3 separate regions of the Mus musculus genome follow, and all the other regions are linked to region 3. Evidence: chromatin contacts called from public HiChIP or PLAC-seq and promoter capture Hi-C data. All regions are on one chromosome and are shown on one strand. Each heading gives the region's core, a stretch centred on a gene start, on an enhancer-like site or on the middle of the called end of the contact. The rest is flanking DNA. Distances are from core to core; before and after follow the strand shown.

Region 1 (4,179 bases), core at 813-3,312, 1.4 Mb before region 3:
TGGTGGAGGCTAGAAGAGGGGGTCAGGTCCCTTGGAACTGGAGTTACATGGATCCCACATGGGTGCTGGGAACCAAACCGAGGTTCTCTGCAAAAGCAGCCAGTGCTCTAAGCTATTAAGTCACCCCCACCCCCCCCCCCACCAAGGTCTCATTAGGTACTCCTGCTGACCTGGAATTCACTATGTAGACCAAGCTGGCCTTGAACTTGAGATTTGTGTTCTCCTGAGTGCTGGGATTAAAGGCCTCTAAGACATCTTCATAGGAAAACACAGAAAACACAGTACATTTAGAGTTTGGTACTGAACTTGGTTTCAGGAGTCACTGGGACTGAGGGCTTGTAATATTTCTGGAGGATAGAGGGATGACTGTGGATAGTATGACAGGGGTAAGGTAAAATCAAAGCTGGCCTCTAATCCTGTCTGCACCCAGGCACCTGAGCAAGGCAAATGGCTTCCTGAAGGGTTCTGACTCGGTGGCTTGTTTCAGACACTGACCAAAGTAAGCACTCATCTTTTTCTTTTTCTTTCTTTCTTTTTTGTTGTAGTTTTTTATTTTCAATTTTATTATTCTTTAAGACATACATTTATGGTGTGTGTGTCTGTGTGTGTAATGGTATGCATGTGCGTCATGGCACGCCTGAGTAGTTCTGAGGACAACATTCAGGACTCAATTCTCTCCTTGCACCACGTGTGTCCTGAGCATCAAACTCAGGTGGTTAGGGTTAGCTTGGACTTCCTGAACTGTCTCTGCTGACCAGCCCTGGAATCTTGGGGTTCAAGTGCTCAGGATAGGATCCAAAGGGAAGGAGATGTTCTCTCTATTGTAAAGCTGTCTGTCTGTTGGTTCCGTGGGCACTTGACAGCTCCTTTCCCCTACTGGATCCCAAGCCAGAACCTCCAATGCCCGGTACTTAGCATTTCAGGATCCAGACTGTGGTCTGTCCACCGTCCCTGCCTTCCTTACTTCCTTCTAACACTGAGCATTGTGACTGTGCTCTGGGCCAGGTTCTGGGGTTAGAGTGGTCCAGGCAAGGGTTCTGCCTGACATAGGACACACACTGGAGTGTGAAAGGCCAACCATCAGTATGCAAACATGGAGATAGTTTGTCAAGCCGATAAGATTGCTCAGAAGTCTAAAATAGGGCACGCAGATAAGTGACTTGCATGGAAAGAGGTCTTGGACCACACAAAGGGGCAGCCATACAGAGACCGTGGTGATGAGAGCGTTAGCTAGGGGAGGGGAGCGCAGGACACCGATGTAAGACTATATCTCTGCAAAGAAAACAGTAAGTGTGAGGTATGTTCTAGACGCAGAACATCGTGGCCAGAACAGAATGAGCTATGTCCAACGGTTAGGACTGAGGAAGATTTCCGTGCAAATAAAAGATGTTTTCGGGCTTAAGCTGCCGGAGTGCTGCCTCCAGGGAATGAGCTTCCCATTAATGGAGGCGCATCAGAGGCTGCCTGCTGTGGGGGTTACGGAGAATGTCTGGAACATCGGTCCCTCAACATCTTCAAGTTCAGGAGCATCTTTGGTTTGGTGGAAGATGGGATGGAGTCTTCGGAGGGAATGAATCAAAGCTGTAGGTTGTCGCGTCCCAGTCAGGGGTCAGCGTCAGGGTTTTCGGCAGTCCCTGATCTCCTACTTCCAAGTTCCAATAGCACACTTTCAGGAGAGTCCCACCAGGAATCCAGGAATCTTTCAGCTTCTCAGTCCCCCAGTGTCGTGCGCCCTATGATTCAGGAACCTTTGCGGGCAGGTGGGCTTCTCCCTTCATTCTCTGGGATCCCCAGGACCTGCCCCACCCTGCGCCTTTGTTCAGGAGGAGCCGCCCCGGGGCAATACCCTGACAGCGCGGACACGAGCATCCCTCAGGGCGTTCGACGATTAGTACCGCCGTATCCCAAACCCAGCCCGGTCTCCCGCTGCTGCGCGGTGGGCGCCGCTGGGACCCAGCTCCGAAAAGCCCCGAGGGACGGGAGTGCGGGATCTAGCGGACTAGGGCAGAGACTGCGTGTGCGCGCTCCGTAGGCCGGGGGCGCGCCCGCCAGGTGTGCGAGCGGCCGCCGGCGGGTGGCAGGGCGCAGCTTTGTGCCGGCCGGTGTGCGCGTGTGCGCGCCGCGGTGACGGTGCACGCGGCTGGGCGGGCTGCGAGGGAACCCCGCGTTGAGGAGGAGGGGGCTCGGTCCTGATGGAGAGCTGTGGGCGCCGCGCCGACCAGCGCGCGCGTTGGGTGAGCCGGCAGGACTGACTATTGACATTCTGTCCACGTCGGGAGTGTGGGAAGGTCAGTGGCTCTGGGCTAGGTTGTAATTTCACAGCCGGCGTGCATCTGGACGCGAGTCCTGGGTGTGACTGAGCGTGGAATTGGAGAGGATGCTGTGAGAGTGGATGTGTGTGTTGGCAAAGCACTGATGGCCCCGGTGAGCTCCGCGCGCCCATCGCACCAAGCAGTTGGGCTCACTGGGAGGTAGGGTGACAGTCCACAGAAATCCCTGCCGGGTGCGCGGATGCGACACAGCATACACACCATGAAGAGGGGCGTGTGTGTGTGTGTGTGTGTGTGTGTGTGTGTGTGTGTGCGCGGGCTCGCGCGCGCGTGTGTGTGCATGTGATGTTGGTCAGCTCCCTGTTGGAGTCTGGTGAAAGACGCTGACCGAGATGGAGGTCAGACGTGGGTGTTTACAGGTGGCAGTAAAGGAAAGAAGCCAGGAACCCCAAGAGGATGCTGAAGCTAGGCTGCTAGGTTGGGGAGGGAGGACTTGTTTTTATTGGCAAGATCAGAAGCCCCAGCCTGTCTGTCCCCAAGCCAGCTTGTGCCTGTTCCAGGGAGAGGCAGTAGAATTGGAGTAATCGGTCCAGAGACTTTCATGGACCTGCGGGGCAAGGCCAGCTTTGCAGCCTGATGCTCATTTCTAGAGGCCTTGGGTGGGTGTGGCAGTGACAGTCAAGGGTGGGGGTCCTGTTTACAGGACAGAGGGACTCTATAGATTGCACTTTGGTTTTGCCTATACTTGTTATGTCTGACTTGGGAGCTGGTAAGGGGCACACTGCTTTCCGCTGTAGCTTTCTTTCACCCTTACTGAATCTGAAGGGCATTTACATGTTACCAGGGTTTGTGCTCGAAATTCATGGATCAGCCTCTGAATGGCTCCCATCAGGGTCGCCTCTAAAGGTATTACTAGAATTGTCCTGGACCTGTATCAGGGCATGCTATCCTTTGAGCCTCATAGGTCTCAGTTTCCCTTGGTGAAGAAAGCTCTCATCCCCTCTGCTCCTCCTGCTGTGGGCGAAGAATAAACAGAAAAGCTTGCACAGCTACCTGGAGGCTGGGAGTGACTCAGGGCCTGTGAGGTCTTGGGCAGTGATTTCCCTCAGGACTTGGGAGAGGTTGTGCATCACCTACCTCTAAGCAAGGGTTCTGGGCTGCCCAGCACTAAGGGTGGGTAACTGCTGGATGTGTCTGCTCAGGTGTCTGGAAGCTGACTCAGGCCCCTCCTCCCTCACTAGATGCTAAGGAGCAGGGGAAGGTTGGGGCCTGGGATGGGATGGCATGTTGAAGCCAAGACCCTTTGTGGTCGCTGTTTTGGGGCAGGGGCAGATGTTCACCTTGGCAAGGGTCAGGGCATCCTAGCTCAACAGGAAGTGGTCCCTGTTCCAGAAGGTCCTCTTGTGAGTGACACCTCCATAGCTTTTCACTCTCTCTTTCCTAAGACCCCCTTTGAGGTATGGTGGCTTATACCTGTAATCCCAGTACTTGAAAGGCTGAGACAGGAGGATTGCCACAAGTTCAAGGCAACCCTGGGCTGCAAAGTTAGACCCCGTCTCAGAAGCCACAAACACAAACTCAAACTCAAACTAGAGATTTCCAAAGCAACAAACAAGCAAGCAAGCAAGCAAGGAAGCAAGCAAATCTGATCAAGTGTGACAGAGTCACAGGGGGTCAGAATGATTTGAACTTTAAAGGAAAAGGGCTCTGGTATGGATGGCGGTGACAGAGTGGCACATTGGCTGAGCATGAAGGCTTAACTACTATCTTTGGTGACATTGTTGGTGATAAGTGGTTGGCACTGAGACCTGGATGTGAAGTGCTGCTCCATCCCCAGCTCTCTGTGTGCTCACCCTCACTCCCTACTCTAGGCATGCCTGGGCGAAGGGCTGGCCCCCAGCCTTACTTG
Region 2 (3,568 bases), core at 719-3,218, 1.3 Mb before region 3:
ATCAGGCTGGTCTCAAACTCACAGAGATCCACTTGCTTCTCCCTCCGCAGTGCTGGGATTAAAGGCGTGCGCCACCACTGCCCTGCGTTTTAAATTTTCTTATGAATGAAACCATGAAGGGTGTGCATCTTTTGTACCTAGCCTGATGGTTTTGAACCCAAGCAGTCACACCTATTGGGCTTTTGTTCCTTTGTGTTACTGAGGGACATTTCACTGGGTGGATGTATCAACATTTATTGATTGATACATTTGCCATTTCCAGACTTGACTATTTGGAATAAAATTTGCTTTATGCATTTTCATAGAAGTCTTTGTGAGATTCCTGTCGTGATCTCTGAATCCTCGCCATAGACTTAGGATGGCCTTGTGGCAACCTTCATTCATGGGGATGAAGTGATAGAGGCACAGAATTCGTTTTTAGCCTGAGATATGCAGCTAGTAAAAACTGGAGGCGAGTTTCTAATCCCAATTCAGATATCTCTGTATGTGTGTGTGTGTGTGTGGGGGGGGGTCTGTTGATTCTCAGGCTGTAGTATCGTAATGTTATTTGGGGGCCACAAAATGTAGGGCCAAATGGCTGTTCATCTCAATGGCTGTCTGCCCACAACTGCACCTAGCTAGCTGTATTACCATAGAAGCTGATATTGATACGAATGGTTTTGAATTGCCATGGAAAGGTTATGTGAGATTGCCTTTGAAAAGGACAACACCATAAGGCATTTAAAAGAAATGTGTAACCAAGGTCGTTACAGTAACAGCAAGCAAACAAGCACAAAGTCACATCGGTATAATTCTTCATCTCCCAGACAGTCAAGCCCAGACTGTGACTGGGCATGTGAGATAGTATATAAATAATACATGTCTTAGAATCCACTCCGTTCTTTGTAGAGCCAGGCAGAGAAGGTTTTTGGAGAGTCTGCCGGTTCTTGCTTCGAAGGGTGTTGTTGCTAAGCAATGTTACTAATATTATGGAGAGACAGCTTCCCTGAGACTTGCCTCAGCCGTGGAGACTTCTGTGGTTGCAAAGGGCTTAACAGGTAGCAGCCACTGAGAGTTTTGTGACGATTAAGATGGGGGCCAGGGGACCCTGGGAGGAAAGGTAGCACTGTAGGTTACTTGGCCAAACAAGCTCTTTGTTTCCTGGAATGAGTCCTGGGAAACCTCCATGCTAAAAAAGCACTGTCTAACGTTCCTCAGAGTCTGGGTACTCCAAAGAATTTCATTCAAATGTTCCCAGTGTGGGGAAAAAAATCAGTCACACAGCTTAGCAAAAATCAGGAAATCTGCAAGGGAGGGAGAGAGAGAACATGAATTTTAAGTATTTTGAGAAACTCAAGCAGTATTTTAAGCATTCCTCTCTTCCTTCTAAACACTCTTTTGATCCCCTGAGTAGATATCTGGGAAGTTCTGATTGAAATCACACCTGGAGTGCTTTCCCTAGACTCTGGGCACCCAAGGGATGTGAAGGGCTGGATGCCCAGCTGGAGCAGGCTCCGTGGGTTTCCTCCGTGTGGTTTCCTTCCCTGGGAGTTCGGAAATGCCACACGCTTTCCTAGACCTGTTTCCAAAAATTCGAGCTGGCTTGGGGCGGGGCCTCTGCTTGGTTGGCTGGCTTCCTGCAGGACCGCTGCTTTCGGGGTGTGTGTTTCTGGGAGCATGGGGTTGGGCAGCGGTTCCTATAAGGTTCCTAAGGCTTGTTTAGCGTCTTGCCTGTGGATGGCTTCCTGTAGCTGTCACTGTGGGTATGGGCCCTTTTAGGGGCTGTTGCCAGCCCTGGGAGGAGCTGTTAGCTGTCGAGAGGAGAGTTGGTGTGCTGGCAAAGACTCTTCCTCTCTCTCCTTTCAAAATGGAAACTGCTCTCCCACCTCGAATGACCTTCTCAGTCTTTCCCTCTTCCCACCCTCCGTCTGCCTTCCTGTCTCCCTCACGAGTTTTCTTTTTTCTTGTCTGATAGTGTAACTGTGTTGCTGCCCAGGAGGGGGCGCTGGTATACCTGCCAAGAAAGAAGGCAGTGCGGTTCCTAGGGCACAGGTGTGAGGTGTAAGGTGCCAGAGGGAGGCTGAGGAGTGGTTTCTCCAAGAATGTGTGTACATACATGTCCCTCAAAGTAGAAGGGTGTGGTGGTGATGTACTATGCTGTTTGAGATATTTCTTTTAAAGCTAGAATCTTTTTCCTATCTATCTATCATCTATCTATCTATCTATCTATCTATCTATCTATCTATCTATCTATCTATCTATCATACATGTGTGCTCTACCTATACACGTGATTGCCAGAAGAGGGCATCAGATCCTAGTATAGTTTGTGAGCCACCAATGTGGTTGCTGGGAATTGAACTCATGACCTCGGAAGGAGCATCAGACAAGGCTCTTAAACGCTGAGCCATCTCTCCAGTCCCTGAGGTTTTTTCTTTCTTTCTTTCTTTCTTTCTTTCTTTCTTTCTTTCTTTCTTTCTTTCTTTCTTTCTTTCTTTCTTTCTTTCTTTCTTTCTTTCTTTCTTTCTTTCTTCTTCTTCTTCTTCTTCTTCTTCTTCTTCTTCTTTTTTTAAACTGCTGCTTTTCCTTAAAGGGTTGATGATGCAGAGGTTAGCTGGAGACTCTATTCCTGCAGAAAGGGAGGAGCACTGCATCTGGCTGTACCCTGGCTTCAAAAGCTCCAGGTGCCCGAATCTTTCTTATTTGCTTTGTTTCAGAGCAGTGCCAGCCTAAGGTGGGAGTTGTCAGCTGGGGACTGTCTCTGAGACCAGGCGTGCTGACTACCTTCTGGCCTTCATGTGAATGCGTTTCTGCAGCCAGTTTACAGACTCAGAAAGCCCTTTTCTTTAGGAGTAGGCATGCGTGTCTGTGTGTCCGGCCCTGAGCGTGACGGTGCAGCTGTCTGTCCTCTGTTCATGATTAACTTGCTTGCATTCCTCCTCCTAGGCTCCACCAGTCTTTGAGTTTCCCCTACACGGGGGTGGGGTGTGGGGGTGGGGATATGGGGGGGGGGCGGCTGCCTGGCACTTTGTTTTTGAGGACTGTGGGCTTTAAGGATGGTAAATGAGGATACTGCTGGGGTAAGGTATGGGATGGGACCCAGAAAGAGATCCCCTCTGTGACCACCCCTGTCTTCCGTATCTTTAGTCCCTATGGCCTTGACCATGTCTCGGTCTACTAAAAAGTGACCTGAGAATATTTTCCAGTCACTCATGTGAAAAATGTCCCCTTTCCACTTCTCTTTCAAACTGTGATTTTTGGTTTTTTCAAAGACCATGCCTTGGTTTGGTGCAAATGCCTGACTGAAACTTCCAAGTCACCTGTTTTTCTGAATGAGTGAGATCAGTATGGAGGTCGGTCTAATGAGCGTGCTTGTTTTCACTACACTGATACCAATGTTTCAATGTCGGTAAAAACGCAAGCTGATGCAAGGACCACAAATGTAGAAGTAAATAATTGACAGTTCGACCTTAAGACTAAAGGTTGAGAAGGTGGCACAGGCTGGCCAATGCTGGGACGCAACTGTCTGGGCCACACTTTATGTGTTTGTTGGACATGGGCTTATTTGCAATGAGGTGTGTGTTAGCTCTT
Region 3 (4,159 bases), core at 1,025-3,524:
AACCCACTGTACTATAATCCTTGGCCCAGCTCCTCACTTCCCCAGGATCAGAGCCAACTTCTCCATGTCGTAATTCATGAAGTCAAATAGTCATTCTAAGATGCCCTGAGGCCCCAACCAAATTAAATGTGAAGGCCTCTGGGAAAATTAGAAGTGATCCCACAAATTGGACTCTGAACCCCCAAAGAACCGAATACAGACCCTTGGCAAGAGCATTTGAGACATGAAGCTCAAATGTGAGGTACTGCACTCAGTCCAAGTTTCTGGCTGGAGGAAGCCTTAGTGGCCACCTAGTTCAGATCAGAGAACAAGTTGAGGCCAAGAAAAAAGTGAGAGGTTACACTCTCACCTTGACATTCATATCTGTGAATTCACTGACTATAAACTGACCCTTTCAGGAAACAAATAGGAATGGAATCTGAGGCCATTCTGATCCTACTTACATCATCTTCCAACAGAGTCCACTGTCTTTAATTCATTGCATTTGTTTTAAAGGTATGTTTGTGTGTGTGTGTGTGTGTGTGTGTGTGTGTGTGTAGTGTGTGTGTGTGTGTGTATATATATATATATATATATATGTGTGTGTGTGTGTGTGTGTAGTGTGTGTGTGTGTGTATATATATATATGTGTGTGTGTGTGTGTGTGTATGTATATGTATATATATGAATGTATGTGTGTGTGTATATATACTGTATGTGTGTGAACATACATAGTATATATGTGTGTGTATATATGTGTGAATATGTATGTGTATATATTTATATAGTGTGTGTATATATGTGTATACATGTATGTGTGTGTGCACACAAACATGTGTGCCCGTCATGGGGCACATGTGGCAGTCAGGGGGCAGCTTTTCAAAAGTCAGTTCTTTCCTTCCATGGTAGGTTCTGAAGGTAGAATTCAGGTGACCAGGCTCACTCAGCAATTGCTATTACTGCTGAGCCATCCTGTGGACCCCTGGAGATGTACTTTTCTATCTTCTAGTTTTCAAAAGCCAGTGGTTGCAGCGTATAATCATCAGTCTGATTCTTTTCTAAAATGTTCATCAGCTTATCTCAGTGTCTCCCCACCTGCTCTGACAACTTTCCTCCAGAGATGCTCAGCAGGGGCTGGAATTCTTTGAGTAACCAAGTGAAATTATCAGTTTACTTGAACTTCAAAGGCATGAGGTAAGCCTAACGCTACGTCTCATTTCCAGAGCACAACCTGCCTAGGGGGTGGGGTCGGAAATGATGCCTGAACTAGAGGGCACAGGGTCATGAGTGGCGAGCGTGATAGTCAGGCCTGTGGTTATCACTTTGAAAGCAAGTCCTCTCGGCGCAAAGTACAAAAAGTGATGGGCGGATAGTAGAGGGATCCAGCGCCATGGTCAGGGGCCCCAGAAAAGCCGGAGAGCGGGAAGATCGGTGCCAGCAGGTGGGAAAGCTCCCTGGGCAAAATCTAACGGCTTAGCTTGAGCTGCAGCAGGCTTTGAAGCCCTAGAGGAAAGGGCAGCAGGCCTTGGAGGTCCGACAGACTGGGCAATCACGGGTACTTCTTCGCGGGAAGGTGTTGCCCGAGATGCCCCCAGGGTCGTCCCGGGGCGGCAGCTCCAGGGCTCTGCCTCACCTGGGGCCCGGCCACCGCGCTCTCAGTCTCTGCCCTCGCAGCCCGGGCGCAGCTCGCCAGCACCACGAACCCGGATGGGAGGCTGGGTGCAGCCTCCAATAGGGCGGCCTTCACGGACGTGGTGCCCAAGTCGATACCGAGAGTGACAGGTCGCGAAGCCATGGCAGTGGTGACAGCACAGCTCGGTGGCTTGAACCGCACGCCGGGGAACACTTCACTCTGGAGGGCAGTAAGGGGGCGGAGCTTCCTTGTCAATCTTTTAACCACTTCTATTGGTCGAGGAAAGCAAACACCACGCGCTCCCCACAGCGGCCTCCGGTGATAGGTGGAGAGACGACAGAAGGCGGGATCTATTGGTCAGAGGTTCCGGGACAGTGCCTGGGGTCCCAGGGTCTTCACCAGGGAGCACAGGGCTTCAAGGAGACAACAGAGACTTCGAGAACCCTGCTTCCCCTACAAGAGACTAGATCGCCCCTCACATCCGAGCCCCTGTCCCTGCCAAGGTGCCTATGCTCTTCCGCCCTTCCACCCTTCCCTCACCCCTACCAAGCGTTATCCTCCTGTATTCGTGAAAACTACAACTTCCAGAGCTCCTTGCACAGGGCTCGCGGCTTCAAGTCAGGTGGTTCAGGTCAGGTGACAGCTGGCCCCTCTTTCACACAAAGTCGGCGGAGCTCAGAGAGTCCTTACACTCCTAAGCGGTTTCTGGTGCGAGATTGTTGCTTTTGGTGAGGTCTGTCCACCAAGCCTGGGAAGCTGTCAGGTGAGAACCATCGCGACCGGGACAGCTACCCCCTTTTCTGGTATGACACCACCCACCCCAACAGACATTAGCCCCGCACCTCAGAGGGGCAACCTACGCTACCAGAGGGGCAGCGCCTGGGTTTCTAGCTTCTGGCCCCAACCCAGGCCCGCACATCTCTAGGTTTTAGGGCCAGGGTGTTGGTGAGCAAAAGCACGGACACCGACTGACAGCTGGTGTTGGTGGCACTATTCAGTATGTGGCGCCGCCTGAATCTGGCTTAGGAATGTGCAGGTAGGTAACTTGGGGTTGGGGGTAAATTCTGCTAGGACCATTCCAGGAGCTCGTGTTGATTCTCCCAGAGAATGAGAGGGTACCTGGATCTTGCCTTTTTCAATAATATTGAGGAAAATAACAATCTATGCTCTGTGAGAGCTTGCTGGGAGCCCTGGGTGGTAATAGTAATAACATTACCTCATTGTTTCTCAACTTTTTGTTATCTTACCAATCCACCTCAAACTTTTAATACAGCTGGTAAGCTCTATTTTTTTTTATTATGACGTTTGGGAGAGAGATAAGCAATTATTACAGCTATTTTTTCAGACCTCCAGAGCCTATTTTAGCCCCTTTGAGAATGTATGCCTTGTATTTCATCTCACTATAATCCTGTGGTGTAACTACCACTGTCCCTGTTTCCCCATTAAGAAACATAGGTTAATAAGTATTCCAGAATCATACAAGTAAATGGGAAACCTGGGACCTAGATAGTTCATCTCCAGGGAACATATTCCTTGTCCAATCTGTACTATCCCTTGAGGAATGTGGGTCTCCCCACTCTCATGGATTATGGCCAATTAGGTCCACGGGGGACAGGGGGCAGTGGGAGCAGAGACAAAGAGTGGTGGGCATGGTTTTGGAAGCCCTGTGAGTGGGTATGGTGAATGACCACTCCAAGACGAGCTTATAAAGTTTGGGGGACTGAAGGTAGGAACATCCAGGATAGTCAAAGGTCATTGGCTGAGGGCTTGAGGTACTGAAATGCCCCATTAGCATGGGGAAGCATTTCGGGAATCTCAGGTGCTCACCGAACAGGTTCTTATGAAAAGGAAGGGAATTGATCCTTAGGAAGGAATCTTGCTAAGGCTATGTGACAGTCATCAGGTAGAGGCCTGTGTTGGGGCTTCGAATTCCCCAGACAAGGTCAGAGGATGAGAAGTTCCACTTATGCCGAACCCATGGGCTATGCAGTCATGGTGGACCTCCACCTTAATTAACAGTTTTCCCACAGAGGAAGCTCCAGGTTATGGACCAAGAGCAGGACTACCTCAGACACCTGACTAAGGGAAGCTGCCACAGGAGATCTCTTGTGGGGGATAGTAGAGGCTCTTAAAAGTGTGCCATCTGATTGAGGTGTAGAAGATGGTAAACACACACACACACACACACACCAGAAGATGGGCATGGCAAGTCTTGTAACTTTGTCTTGTAACTTTTTACAAGCCTAGTTGTGTGTTTGACCAACTGATCTTTTTAGCATAGTAGGCGCCATCGGTTCTAGGTTTCTCCTTCAGAGATGCCTTAGCCTTTAGCACTGGGGAACATTTTGCTGACAGAGTGTTTGAGTTTCACTTGGAAGCAGTCCATATCTTCCAAGAAGTGATATTCATTTGTTTGTTTATTATATAGCATTCTGCCTACATGTATGCCTGCAGGCCAAAAGAGGACATCAGATCTCATTACAGATGGTTGTGAGCCATCATGTAGGTGCTGGAAATTGAACTCAGGACCTCTGGAAGAACAGCCAG

The links. Promoter capture Hi-C pulls out the DNA fragments that hold promoters and counts their contacts. HiChIP or PLAC-seq counts read pairs in DNA pulled down with a chosen protein or histone mark.
Region 1: a promoter capture Hi-C map of embryonic stem cells shows a contact between it and region 3, with 12 times the contacts expected there. The contact joins the promoter of Rap1gap2 here to the promoter of Ctns in region 3. A contact is called at or near these places in 5 of 39 promoter capture datasets (cranial neural crest, embryonic stem cells, frontonasal cranial neural crest and 2 more), 1 of 484 Hi-C or Micro-C datasets (bone marrow-derived macrophages) and 3 of 115 datasets of contacts at active chromatin or transcription factors (embryonic stem cells and stem cell-derived neural progenitor cells).
Region 2: a contact with region 3 is called in an H3K27ac HiChIP or PLAC-seq map of the NIH/3T3 cell line, with 11 times the contacts expected there. The contact joins the enhancer-like site here to the promoter of Ctns in region 3. A contact is called at or near these places in 5 of 39 promoter capture datasets (the 3T3-L1 cell line, embryonic stem cells and hippocampal neurons), 5 of 484 Hi-C or Micro-C datasets (bone marrow-derived macrophages, cortical neurons, embryonic stem cells and 2 more), 13 of 115 datasets of contacts at active chromatin or transcription factors (the NIH/3T3 cell line, astrocytes, bone marrow-derived macrophages and 6 more) and 2 of 9 other capture datasets (embryonic stem cells and macrophages).

Annotation. Positions count from the first base shown.
Region 1 is chr11:74,588,069-74,592,247 of GRCm38.p6, reverse strand. Rap1gap2 (RAP1 GTPase activating protein 2) reads left to right here and starts at 2,062. Exons shown (of 25, transcript NM_001015046.3): 1 at 2,062-2,288.
Region 2 is chr11:74,525,096-74,528,663 of GRCm38.p6, reverse strand. The region is part of intron 2 of Rap1gap2 (RAP1 GTPase activating protein 2); the gene reads left to right. Among named protein-coding and RNA genes, the nearest start is that of Rap1gap2, 63 kb to the left of the region's middle. Within about 2 kb of position 1,968, at least 36 of the 459 cell types and tissues checked have an H3K27ac peak or open chromatin away from gene starts, as enhancers often do. A contact at or near this core is called in the NIH/3T3 cell line, cortical neurons, forebrain and 2 more, where this site is marked.
Region 3 is chr11:73,197,134-73,201,292 of GRCm38.p6, reverse strand. Ctns (cystinosis, nephropathic) reads left to right here and starts at 2,274. Exons shown (of 11, transcript NM_031251.4): 1 at 2,274-2,375. Shpk (sedoheptulokinase) reads right to left here and starts at 1,811. Exons shown (of 7, transcript NM_029031.3): 1 at 1,613-1,811. The coding sequence starts at 1,774.